Linked DNA regions of Mus musculus: region 1 is linked to region 2. A link is a contact called in public HiChIP or PLAC-seq data. All regions are on one chromosome and are shown on one strand. Each heading gives the region's core, a stretch centred on a gene start, on an enhancer-like site or on the middle of the called end of the contact. The rest is flanking DNA. Distances are from core to core; before and after follow the strand shown.

Evidence for each region. HiChIP or PLAC-seq counts read pairs in DNA pulled down with a chosen protein or histone mark.
Region 1: a contact with region 2 is called in an H3K4me3 HiChIP or PLAC-seq map of bone marrow-derived macrophages, with 3 times the contacts expected there. The contact joins two enhancer-like sites. A contact is called at or near these places in 7 of 484 Hi-C or Micro-C datasets (the Ba/F3 cell line, the G1E-ER4 cell line, bone marrow-derived macrophages and 3 more) and 10 of 115 datasets of contacts at active chromatin or transcription factors (bone marrow-derived macrophages, cardiomyocytes, craniofacial prominence and 6 more).

What each region holds. Positions count from the first base shown.
Region 1 is chr6:30,333,470-30,338,903 of GRCm38.p6, reverse strand. No RefSeq gene overlaps it. Among named protein-coding and RNA genes, the nearest start is that of 1700095J07Rik, 32 kb to the right of the region's middle. Within about 2 kb of position 1,858, at least 156 of the 459 cell types and tissues checked have an H3K27ac peak or open chromatin away from gene starts, as enhancers often do. A contact at or near this core is called in bone marrow-derived macrophages, where this site is marked.
Region 2 is chr6:30,204,338-30,209,297 of GRCm38.p6, reverse strand. No RefSeq gene overlaps it. Among named protein-coding and RNA genes, the nearest start is that of Gm31221, 29 kb to the right of the region's middle. Within about 2 kb of position 3,532, at least 41 of the 459 cell types and tissues checked have an H3K27ac peak or open chromatin away from gene starts, as enhancers often do. A contact at or near this core is called in bone marrow-derived macrophages, where this site is marked.

The sequences.
Region 1 (5,434 bases), core at 609-3,108, 130 kb before region 2:
ACACACACACACACACACACACACACAGAGAGAGAGAGAGACTCTAGATCTTCAAAATAAAGACCTGGCTTCTCATTTACCCAGGGACTAGGATTTCTTGTATTATCAGATTCTGCTTTTTAAATATAAATTCTAATCAAGATCAGCGAGGGAAGGTGCTCAGGAGAGGCGGCCCCCTGGCACTGCTGTTTATGTAAGTGTCTATTCTTAGGCACTGGGGCAAGGAATAGGCTAGACATTGCTGCCCTCATGGAGTTGATGTCTTGATGAGAGAGACAGTTAATAGGTGAGTATAGAACTAAGTCAATGATTTCTCTCTCTCTCTCTCTCTCTCTCTCTCTCTCTCTCTCTCTTTCTTGGTTTTTCGAGACAAGGTTTCTCTGTACTGTATAGCCCTGGCTGTCCTGGAACTCACTCTGTAGACCAGGTTGGCCTCGAACTCAGAAATCTGCCTGCCTCTGCTTCCCAAGTGCTGGGATTAAAGGCATGCACCACCATTACCCAGCCTAATTGATGTTCTTAAACCTAAGTAACAGACAGTCACAATGCACTAAATGGCTAAAGTTACAAGGGTATTTTTTTTCTTACCCTATTTGTGGAGTGATTGTGTCTCTTCAATGTTCATACATCACAATCCTAGCTCCTAGGACCTAAGGTGTGGCTGTCCTTGGAGTAGAGTGCTCATGAAGCACACATGGAGCTCTGGACTCAACCTGGGCACAGCATAAACCAAAGGTGGTAGCACACCTATGATCCCAGCACACAGGAGTCAGAGGCAGAAGAATTAGAAGTTCAAGGTCATTGACAATCCTCAGCTATATATTAAATTAAACTTCATTGTGGACTACATGAGCCCAGAAAGGGGGAGGGGAGGAAGGAAGGAAGGGAAGAGATAAGAGGGAAGGGAAGAGGAGGAGAGAGGAGAAGGGAGAGCAGGGGTGGAGGGAAGGAGAACAGAAGGGAATGGAAGGGGAAGAGAGGGCAGGCTGGGGAGATGGCTCATCACATAAAAATGCTGGACACATTGCCTACAACCTGAGTTTGGATTCCCAGAACCCATTTAAAAGCCAGAAGTGGCTTGTGTCTGTAGACCGAACCGCCCTGGGCAAGATGGAGGCAGTACCAGGAGAATCACAAGAAGGTTCAGGCAGCTAGCCTGGGATTAGAGGTGAAGCATCACAGAGCAAGAAAGACCCAACGACTGTCGCCTGATGCTGTCTCTGCTGCATACACATGCCACACAAGTAAATAAGAAATATTTTAAGGGCGCCGGGCGTGGTGGCGCATGCCTTTAATCCCAGCCCTTGGGAGGCAGAGGCAGGCGAATTTCTGAGTTCGAGGCCAGCCTGGTCTACAGAGTGAGTTCCAGGACAGCCAGGGCTACACAGAGAAACCCTGTCTCGAAAAAACCAAAAAAAAAAAAAAAAAATTTTAAAAGACAAGAAAGGTTTCTTGCTCTGTATCACCTTTCTAGAAAATTTAAAAATCTATAGAAAGTAATGCCCTCGAGGAGGGGGTGAGGTGAGCTAGGTGGGAGGGCTAGGGGATTGGAAGGGTTGGAGACAGACAGACAGACAGACACACACACACACACACATCCCAGCACTCAGGAGACAGAGGCAGGTGCATCTCTGAGTTTGAGGTCAGCCTGGTCTACAGGGGGAGTTCCAGGACAGCAAGGGCTACACAGAGAAACCCTGTCTCAGGAAGGAAGAGAGGAGAGAGAGAGTCAACCACTAGTGAAGAGGCTGCCAAACACCAATCAGAATTTATTCCCATGATGAGTGGGACTAGGAAGAGAAACCCAAACAAACTCTGAGTTGTACGGGCAGGAGGAAGGGGAAATGGCTGCTGGGAAGGCAGCCAGCAGAGTCTGCTAGAGTGTCCTGCCGAGAACCAAAACAGGCGGATGTGACAACATGAGGGGTGGTGACTGGAAGGGGCCAGTGTTCTCGAGGTGAGGCGAGGGAAGGCTCTGGGAAACTGATGTTTTGGCTGCTGCCCAACTGAAGTTGAAGAGTCGGCAGGCAAAATGGGGAGCAAAGCATTCCAGACAACAAAGACCCTGAAGTAGGAGCAAACATAAGGATCCTAGTCTCAGAAGGGAGTGGCTCTGAGCTCTCACCTTCCTTCCCTCCTTCTACCCATTCTCTGCCTCAGTCTGCCCACCTGAAAAATGGGGCCAAAGAGAATTATCTCTCACTCCGGTGTAACTGAGTCACCAGCAGGGTAGATGCGAATCTGGCCCCTGTCATAGCATGTCAACAAGTTTAGGAAAGTGTGGACTGATGGCACAGGCTTTCTCTCCCCTGAACAATGGGGGGCCCCCATATGAAGCCTGACCAGGAATCCTGGTGAACATCCACAGAGACAGAGCATCGAGCTTTCCAATGAAAGACAACCTACAACACCTGAAGGAGAATGTTAGCTCTCAAACCAGAGACAGAGTGACTGAGTTGCCTGTTAACATATAAGTGAATGCTGGCTGCCTAGCATCCCTTGGTGACAAGGTCCTCCTGGTTAGCATACCCTGTCCTCTACCCTGAACTCTCCAGCCCAGAGGCTGGGCTGCCCTTCCCTATATAATCCAGCCATTTTGGCTATGCTGGCTTTTTTGTGGGTTCTTTGCCTGCCACTCTAGGTCACCTCTCCACACATGGCCCTACTCAAGGTCATGTCGCTCTGGACTCTCCCAGATGTCTCTGCCTCTACCTGTTTTCTCCCTTATAATAAAAACCCTGAGCTGGGCGGTGGTGGCGCACACCTTTAATCCCAGCACTTGGGAGGCAGAGGCAGGCATATTTCTGAGTTCGAGGCCAGCCTGGTCTACAAAGTGAGATTCAGGACAGCCAGGGCTATACAGAGAAACCCTGTCTCGAAAAACAAAACAACAACAACAAAAAAAAAACCCTGAGCCCTTACGAGCAGTCAGTCTTCCTCATTTATTTATTTATTTATTTATTTATTTTTATTTTGAAATTTCCACTCATTCACCTGGTCCTGAAACAGCTACAGAGACCCTTATCTCAGGAACATGGAGAAGCACATGCCAGGCCCTCTTGGAAGGGACATTGTGCGTGTGCGTCCACATCTGCTTCCCCCCACATCACTTCCACCTGGGCAAGGAGCGGGGGAGATGGTGGAAGCTGACACTGGTCTATCGGCACAACCGAGGGGCTAGAGAGAGGGATGTGGCCTGCTCGGGTGGCATGCTGAACGAGCTGGTGGCAGTCATCTGTCTACTGCTCTTCTTTCTCCCCCTCCTTCCTCCCCTCCTTGCTCACTCTTTCTTTGAGTGCTGGGTAATGCTGCTTAGGAGGGCTTCATGCTAAGCAACCGTCATCGCTAAGCCACACCAGCAGTCCTGGTTTTCTTTCTTACTGGATAATAGATCTTTAAGCCTTGCGTGGTGATGTGTGCCTATGATCCCAGCACCCAGGAAACAAGGCAAGATCCCGGGGCATGGGGAGGTCGCAAACTCAGAAGTCTACTATGTGCTGATCTATCCTCATTTCGCAGGCTGAGACAGGAGGCTCATTGCCAGCGCTGGCTTACAGAAGTGAGTTGTAGGACATCCAGGGCGTGTAGTGAAACCCCAGCTCAAGTCTACTAACTAAATGGATGAAAATGTAAAGGTAGCTTGGGATGCAGCTCAGTGGTAGAGCACTTTAGCTGGCTGGCACAGGTCCTGGGTCCAATCCCCAACAACACACCTAGGCACACACCCAATACATGCATATGTAAAAAGTATAAGAAAGATGGGGGCGCTGGAGAGATGGCTCGATGGTTAAGAGCACTGGCTGCTCCTCTAGAGGTCCTGAGTTCAATTTCTGGTAACCATCTGTAATGGGATCTGATGCCCTCTTCTGGTGTGTCTGAAGACAGTGACAGTGTACTCATACATAGAATAAATAAATCTTTTTTTAAAGACACATTTAAGTTAAAGGAAGGAAGGAAGGAAGGAAGGAAGGGAGGGAGGAAGGAAAGAAGAAAGGAAGGAAGGAAGGAAGGAAGGAAGGAAGGAAGGAAGGAAGAAAGGAAGAAGACGGATAGATGGAGCCAGGTGTGGCAGTGCATACTTGCAGCCCCAGCACTTGGGAAGGATGAAGTCTGCTGAAAATTAGATCTAGGCTGCACAGTGAGGCCCTTTCTCACAAAAAAAAGAAAAGAGGAAAGAAGAAAGGAGGGAAGGAAGAAACTGGAGGGGAGTGGTTCTCACAGGGTCACAAGGTTGAGGAAAAAAAAATACACCTGATTAAAGAGTGCCCAAAACTGTCAAAAGCACAGGGGTCCATGCATTGAATGCAGAGGCAGGCAGATCTCTGTGAGTTCAAGGTCAGCCTTCTTCATAATGAATTCCAGGCCCTGCTTCAAAAATAAAAAGGCTTGCTATTTTGCTCTCTCTCAAGACAGTGCGTACACAGATATTTGTTTTGGTTTATTCTGCTGCTTAAACAAAACATGGAACACTGGGTGGGCATTTCTTTCTCGTGATTCTGGAAACTGGGGAGTTCCAAGGTGCTAGATCTGATGTCCGCTGAGAGCCTTTGTCTGTCTCTTCACATAGCAGAATGCATCAGGGCAAGAAGGGACAAACATTTCACTCTGTACCAGATGAGCAAAGACAGCTAACTCATATCTACCTGCAAGCCCTGCCATGGAGATGTTAATCCATTGATAAGGGCAGAGCCTGTACCACCCAGCCATTCCTCAACAGGACCCTACAAACCCCACCTAGTGGAAACAATTTCAGAAGGAAGAAAAACATTTAAACTATGCAAATTTCTCTGTGTATTCCTGGTTATAGACAAGGCTGGCCTTTAACTCAGAAATCTATCTGGCTCTGACTCCCTCCTGCCCCCCTCCCCCTGCCCCAGCCTACTTAAATTTTTAAAAGATTATCTGTGTATTTATTTTTTAATTTTTTAAAAGATTTGTTATTTATTATATGTAAGTACACTGTAGCTGTCTTCAGACACACCAGAAGAGAGCATCAGATCTCCTTACAGATGGTTTGTAAGCCACTATGTGGTTTCTGGGATTTGAACTCAGGACCTCTGGAAGAGCAGTCAGTGCCCTTGACTGCTGAGCCATCTCTCCAGCCCCCTGTGTATTTATTCAATGTGTCTGAGAGTTTCATCTGAACTCTTTGCAGCACTTACATACTTACATCCAATGCCTGTGTAGGCCTTGGAGGGGGAACTTCAGAGCCTTTGAAACGGGAGTCACGGGTGGTTGTCAACCACCAGATCGGTACCAGGAACTGAACCCAGGTCCTCTAGAAGAGCTCTTACCCACTGAGCCATCTCTCCAGCCCATATATTTTTAAATTATTGCGAATTTATCTATGTCTGCTGAGAGCCTTTGTCAGTCTTATGTATTCTGAGGCAGGGTCCTTGAACTCAACATGTAGTTAAGGATGACCTCAAACTCC
Region 2 (4,960 bases), core at 2,283-4,782:
GCAGAATTACAGTTATGAAATAGCAATGAAAATAATTTCATGACTGAGAATCACCACAAAAGGAGGAACTGTATTAAAGGGTTGTAGCATTAGGAAGGCTGAGAACCACTGCTTTGCCCTGTATGCAGAAAGTTCTGCCCTCTTAGGATTCCATTGTGAGCACTCCAGTGAGTAGACCAGCCCTCCCTCCATCCTGGGGCCGTAACTGAGAGAGAGAGAGAGTGTGTGGTTACTATGCTGGATCCTAGGACTTAAGGCTTTGTGAACTATGACCTCATGCTGTTCAAAGTACAGAGTCGATGGCCTGCACCTACTGGAGCCTTCTGTTGTAAGACTCTGGCAAGGCGTAGCTTACTGGGAACTCCCTGAGTGAATGATGCAGAGCCAGGAATCCATGCAAAAAGCAAGAGGAATTTATTGTTCCAGCGCTTTGGGGTTGTCCTACACATGGAGGTGAGAGAGAACGACCACACAGCACATTTGGGCGAGTATTTATACAGTTTTCAAAGCAGCAGCCATTGGGCACAATGTGATTGACAGAAGAGTGTGACTTAAACTGATTGGTCTTTAGAGAATGAAGTGGCAGGCTGGAGTGATGGCTCAGTTGGTTAAGAGCGCTCTTCCAGAGGTCCTGAGTTCAATTCCCAGCAACCACGTGGTGGCTCACAACCATCTGTAATGGGATCTCTTCTGGTGTGTGTCTGAAGATAGCTACAGTGTACTCACATAAATAAAAAATAAATCTTTAAAAAAAGAAAAAAAGAGAATGAGGTGGCAAGGACTTCCCTTGTCTGTAGATGGCCAACATGAAATGTGTCTAAGTGCTCTGGGCCTCTGCCACCTGCACGTAACTGATAGTAAACATGCAAGTGCACACACACACACACACACACACACACACACACACTGGTCTAAGGAATGTAATTAGCCTCTCCCTTCCGGAGAGTGGGGGTACCTAAGTGTTTCATGACCTTTCTCTTCCAGGAGAGGAGGGGTCTGGAATTTTCCAAATACTCTGAGCTGACCTCTTCACCGTCTGGGACCCAGATACACCATGGCTGACCTGCCCAGATGTCAGTTCCATAGTTTTGGTCCAGATCTGAGAGTCAGGACTTGTCCTCCAACACAGCCCATTTCCACTGACAGCAGCATTGCCAGTGTTTCTGAGGCCTTCAGTAGAGATAAAGTCAGCTGTAGGGCCAGGAGAATCAGTAGTATGTAGTTCAGTAGTAGAATCCTGTGTGTGAGGCTGTGGGTTCAACCTTCAATACCAACAAATAAAAACTGATCAGGAGCATACTCTCTAGAGCAGAAATATAGAATGCCATCGCCATCCCTGTCTTGAAAAAACAACAGAAAACAAAAACAAAAGAACAAAAAACAACTTTCTGGTGGTCACTGGTTTTTTTTTCCTTATTTTTTAAGTTCATTAATCATTTGTTTACATTTCAAATGTTGTCCCCCCATCCCGATCTCCCCTCTACAACCTCCTCCCCACGCCCTCCCCTCTGCTTCCAAGAGCGTGCTCCCTCACCCACCCACCCACCCACCCACTCCTGCCTCACCCCTCTGGTATCTTCCTTCACTGGGGCACCAAGCCTTCACAGGACCAGGCACCTCCCCTCCCACTGATGCCAGATGAGGCCGTCCTCTGCTACATATGTAGCTGGAGTCATGTGTGCTCTTTGGTTGGTGGTTTAGCCCCTGGGAACTGAGGGGTCTGGTTGGTTAATTGATACTCTTGTTCTTCCTATGGGGTTGCAACCCCCTTCAGCTCCTTCAGTCCTTCCCCTAACTCTTCCATTGGGGTCCCCAGGCTCAGTCCAATGGTTGCTGTGAGTATCTGCATCTGTCTTAGTCAGGTGCTGGCAGAGCCTCTGAGAGGACAGCCATGCCAGGCCCTAAGTACATCAAGGCATCAGCAATAGTGCCAGGGTTTGGTGTCTGTGGATGGAATGGATCACACAGCGGGACAGTCCCGGGACGGCCTGGCCTTCAGCCTCTGCTCCATTTTTGTCCCTGCATTTCCTTTAGACAGGGACAATACCTTATTTAAAAAGATAATATTAAAAAGATAATAAATAATTTATTTAGCTCAATATTACCTGTTTGCTGTATAATTGATACTTACAAGTTAATGGGTTGCCGGGCAGTGGTGGCACACGCCTTTAATCCAAGCACTTGGGAGGCAAAGATAAGGCAGGTTTCTGAGTTCAAGGCCAGCCTGGTCTATACAGAGTGAGTTCCAGGACAGCCAGCCAGTACTATACAGAGAAACCCTGTCTCAAGAAAAGAAAAAGAAAAAGTAAGCCGGGCATGGTGGCACACGCCTTTAATCCTAGCACTCGGGAGGCAGAGGCAGGCAGATTTCTGAGTTCGAGGCCAGCCTGGTCTACAAAGTGAGTTCCAGGACAGCCAGGGCTGTACAGAGAAACCCTGTCTCGAAAAACCAAAAAAAAATAAAATAAAATAAAATAAAATAAAAAAAAAAGAAAAAGAAAAAGTTCATGAGTTAATTTGCACTTTAGTGATGGTAATATTAGTTCAGTATGTATCTATCAACACGAATGCTAATTTCTCAGTGGTCAAAGGCATAGCCAGTCTCTGGTCAGTGCTGAGGAGGCGGAGAAGTTTGAGTTGAAAGCCAATTTGGCCAATCCTGTCTACAAACATTCAGGGGGCTGGAGAGATGGCTCAGTGATTAAGAACACTGACTGCTCTTCCAGAGGTCCTGAGTTCAGTTCCCAGCACCCATGGAGACTTCGGCCACCCATAACTACAGTTCCAGGAGATCTTCTGACCTCCACCTGTGCCAGGCACACAAATAAATGGTCCACATACATATGCAGGCAAAAGCACACATGCATAAAATAGAATCTAAATACAATATTTGTTTGTTTGGAGACAGAGTTGTTCTGCCTAGCCTTGGCTGTCCAGGAGTTCGATCTGTACACCAGGCTGGTCTTGAACTCTCAGAGATCTGCCTGCCTCTGCCTCCCAGAAGTTTTGTTATTGTTTTACTAGAACAAAGTTTTGCAGAAAAATGTACAGTGCTTGTTTTGAGCTCTAATTAATGTGTATATACCGTGAAAAAATGCAGTACTCTCCCAGAGACAAAGTGCGTAGAGGGGAGGAGGGAGTTAAAAAGAAAGGAATTTATGCTCAGTACCGGGAAGCGCCCCCCACCCTCCTGCTGCTGGAAGCCTCTGCTGGCTGCTAGGGTTTTTCTGTATAGAAGGCAAATAATCCCGGAGCCTAGATGCCTTCAGGGACAGTGGAAGTACCAGGCAGTGGGAGCAGAGGCTCGCGGGGTGGGGGGCTCTGAGGCTCCACCTGGCTGTCCCCTTAGCCTCAGCTTCATCCTCCGGGACGGGAGGGGCGTGACTTCCAGGATCTGAGGACACCGGGGCTCCGCCGTTCTGGATAGTCCGTAGACAGCTGAGACCGCCCGCGGTGGCAGATGCTGTGACCCCAGAGCTGCTGAGACGCCACAGGCTCTCCAGAGTGTCCCTCCTCGGCTCCGCCGCCAGGGGGCGCGCGGGGCTCGTGCTGGCCCCGGCTCTGCGCCTCGCGAGGGAGAGCCTGGCTGGTGGCACAAAGCATCCCCATCCCCGCTCTGTGACTACCACACCTGTCCTCTGAACACAGGACCCCAACCTGTCAATTGCCAGGGATATATAGAGAAACCCTGTTCCGCAAAAACAAAAAACAAAAACAAACAAACAAACAAACAAACAAACAACAAAAAAAGAAGCCAAGCCGATCAGTGGTGGCACGCCTTTAATTCCAGCACTTGGGAGGCAGAGGCAGGCAGATTTCTGAGTTCGAGGCCAGCCTGGTCTACAAAGTGAGTTCCAGGCCAGCCAGGGCTACACAGAGAAACCCTGTCTCGAAAAACCAAAAAAAAAAAAAAAAAAAAAAAAAAAGCCAAGCTGAGAACAATTTAAAGTGAAAGTACTTAGATCTTTTAGATCTTTCTTTTCACACGGGCAGCACATGCTAACAGTAAGGAATGGAGAAGGTGGCTTTGGGTTGTTTGAGCAGACAGTGCCCATTCAAAGACACCTGGACTGAGAGCAGTCATTTCCAGACTGAAGGAGGCGGCCTTTGTCCTGCATGGAGGACCTCAGGGTGAGCTGGCAGGCCCTTACTAGCAGAGGACCCCTGAGGTCAGGGGACTGGCCCAGCAGTGTGGCTCGGGCTGCAGGGAAGCGGTGAGACCGCGGGTTTTAGGGCCTGTAAAGGAGCACACGGGCTCAGGACAACATGGTCCCCTGCCAGTAATTCACTCACACGGAGCCCTGGGATGAGGGCCTCTCCAGCTCGAGCTGCGCTGCCTGCCCAGCATCTGTTCCCTCCTGTGTGGAGGACACAATGCAGTTTGCTGGACTCTCCCTGCCTGCCATGTGGATCCCGGGGGTTCCCTCTCCCGCCTTCCAGAGCAGCTTTTCTGAATTCGGAGAATGCCAGCGCTGGGGAAAGAGGAGAGCCTTTGGTCCCAGTTGGCAGAGGCCAGGAAGAGGGTCTGCCTGCAAGCTGGCCGCCCGCCTCTCCCGCTGGTGGAAAGCTAGTTGCTTTGCCCTTACACCAGGTTTCCGCCGCTTCCTGACATTTGCAGCCCGTGTTCCTGAGGACCAGGCCTCTTAGTGTGGGTGGGAAATTGGATGGTGCTCTTATGATTCAGCCCTGTCTCTAAAGGTCACTCCCCCCTGAGTCTGGTGACCTGAGTTCAATCTCCGGGATCCCTGTGGTGGCAGAAGAGGAACCAACTCCTGAAAGCCGACCTCTGACCTCCACACATATGCCATGCCATTAACACACTCTCCCCCCTGAATACATAAATGTAAAAATAAGGGACTGTGGTTTCTTGAGGCAAAGCCTGTATTATAATAATAATAATAATAACAAATTATTATTATTATTATTATACACAAGTTAGTAAGGGCCAGGTGGGAAAGGC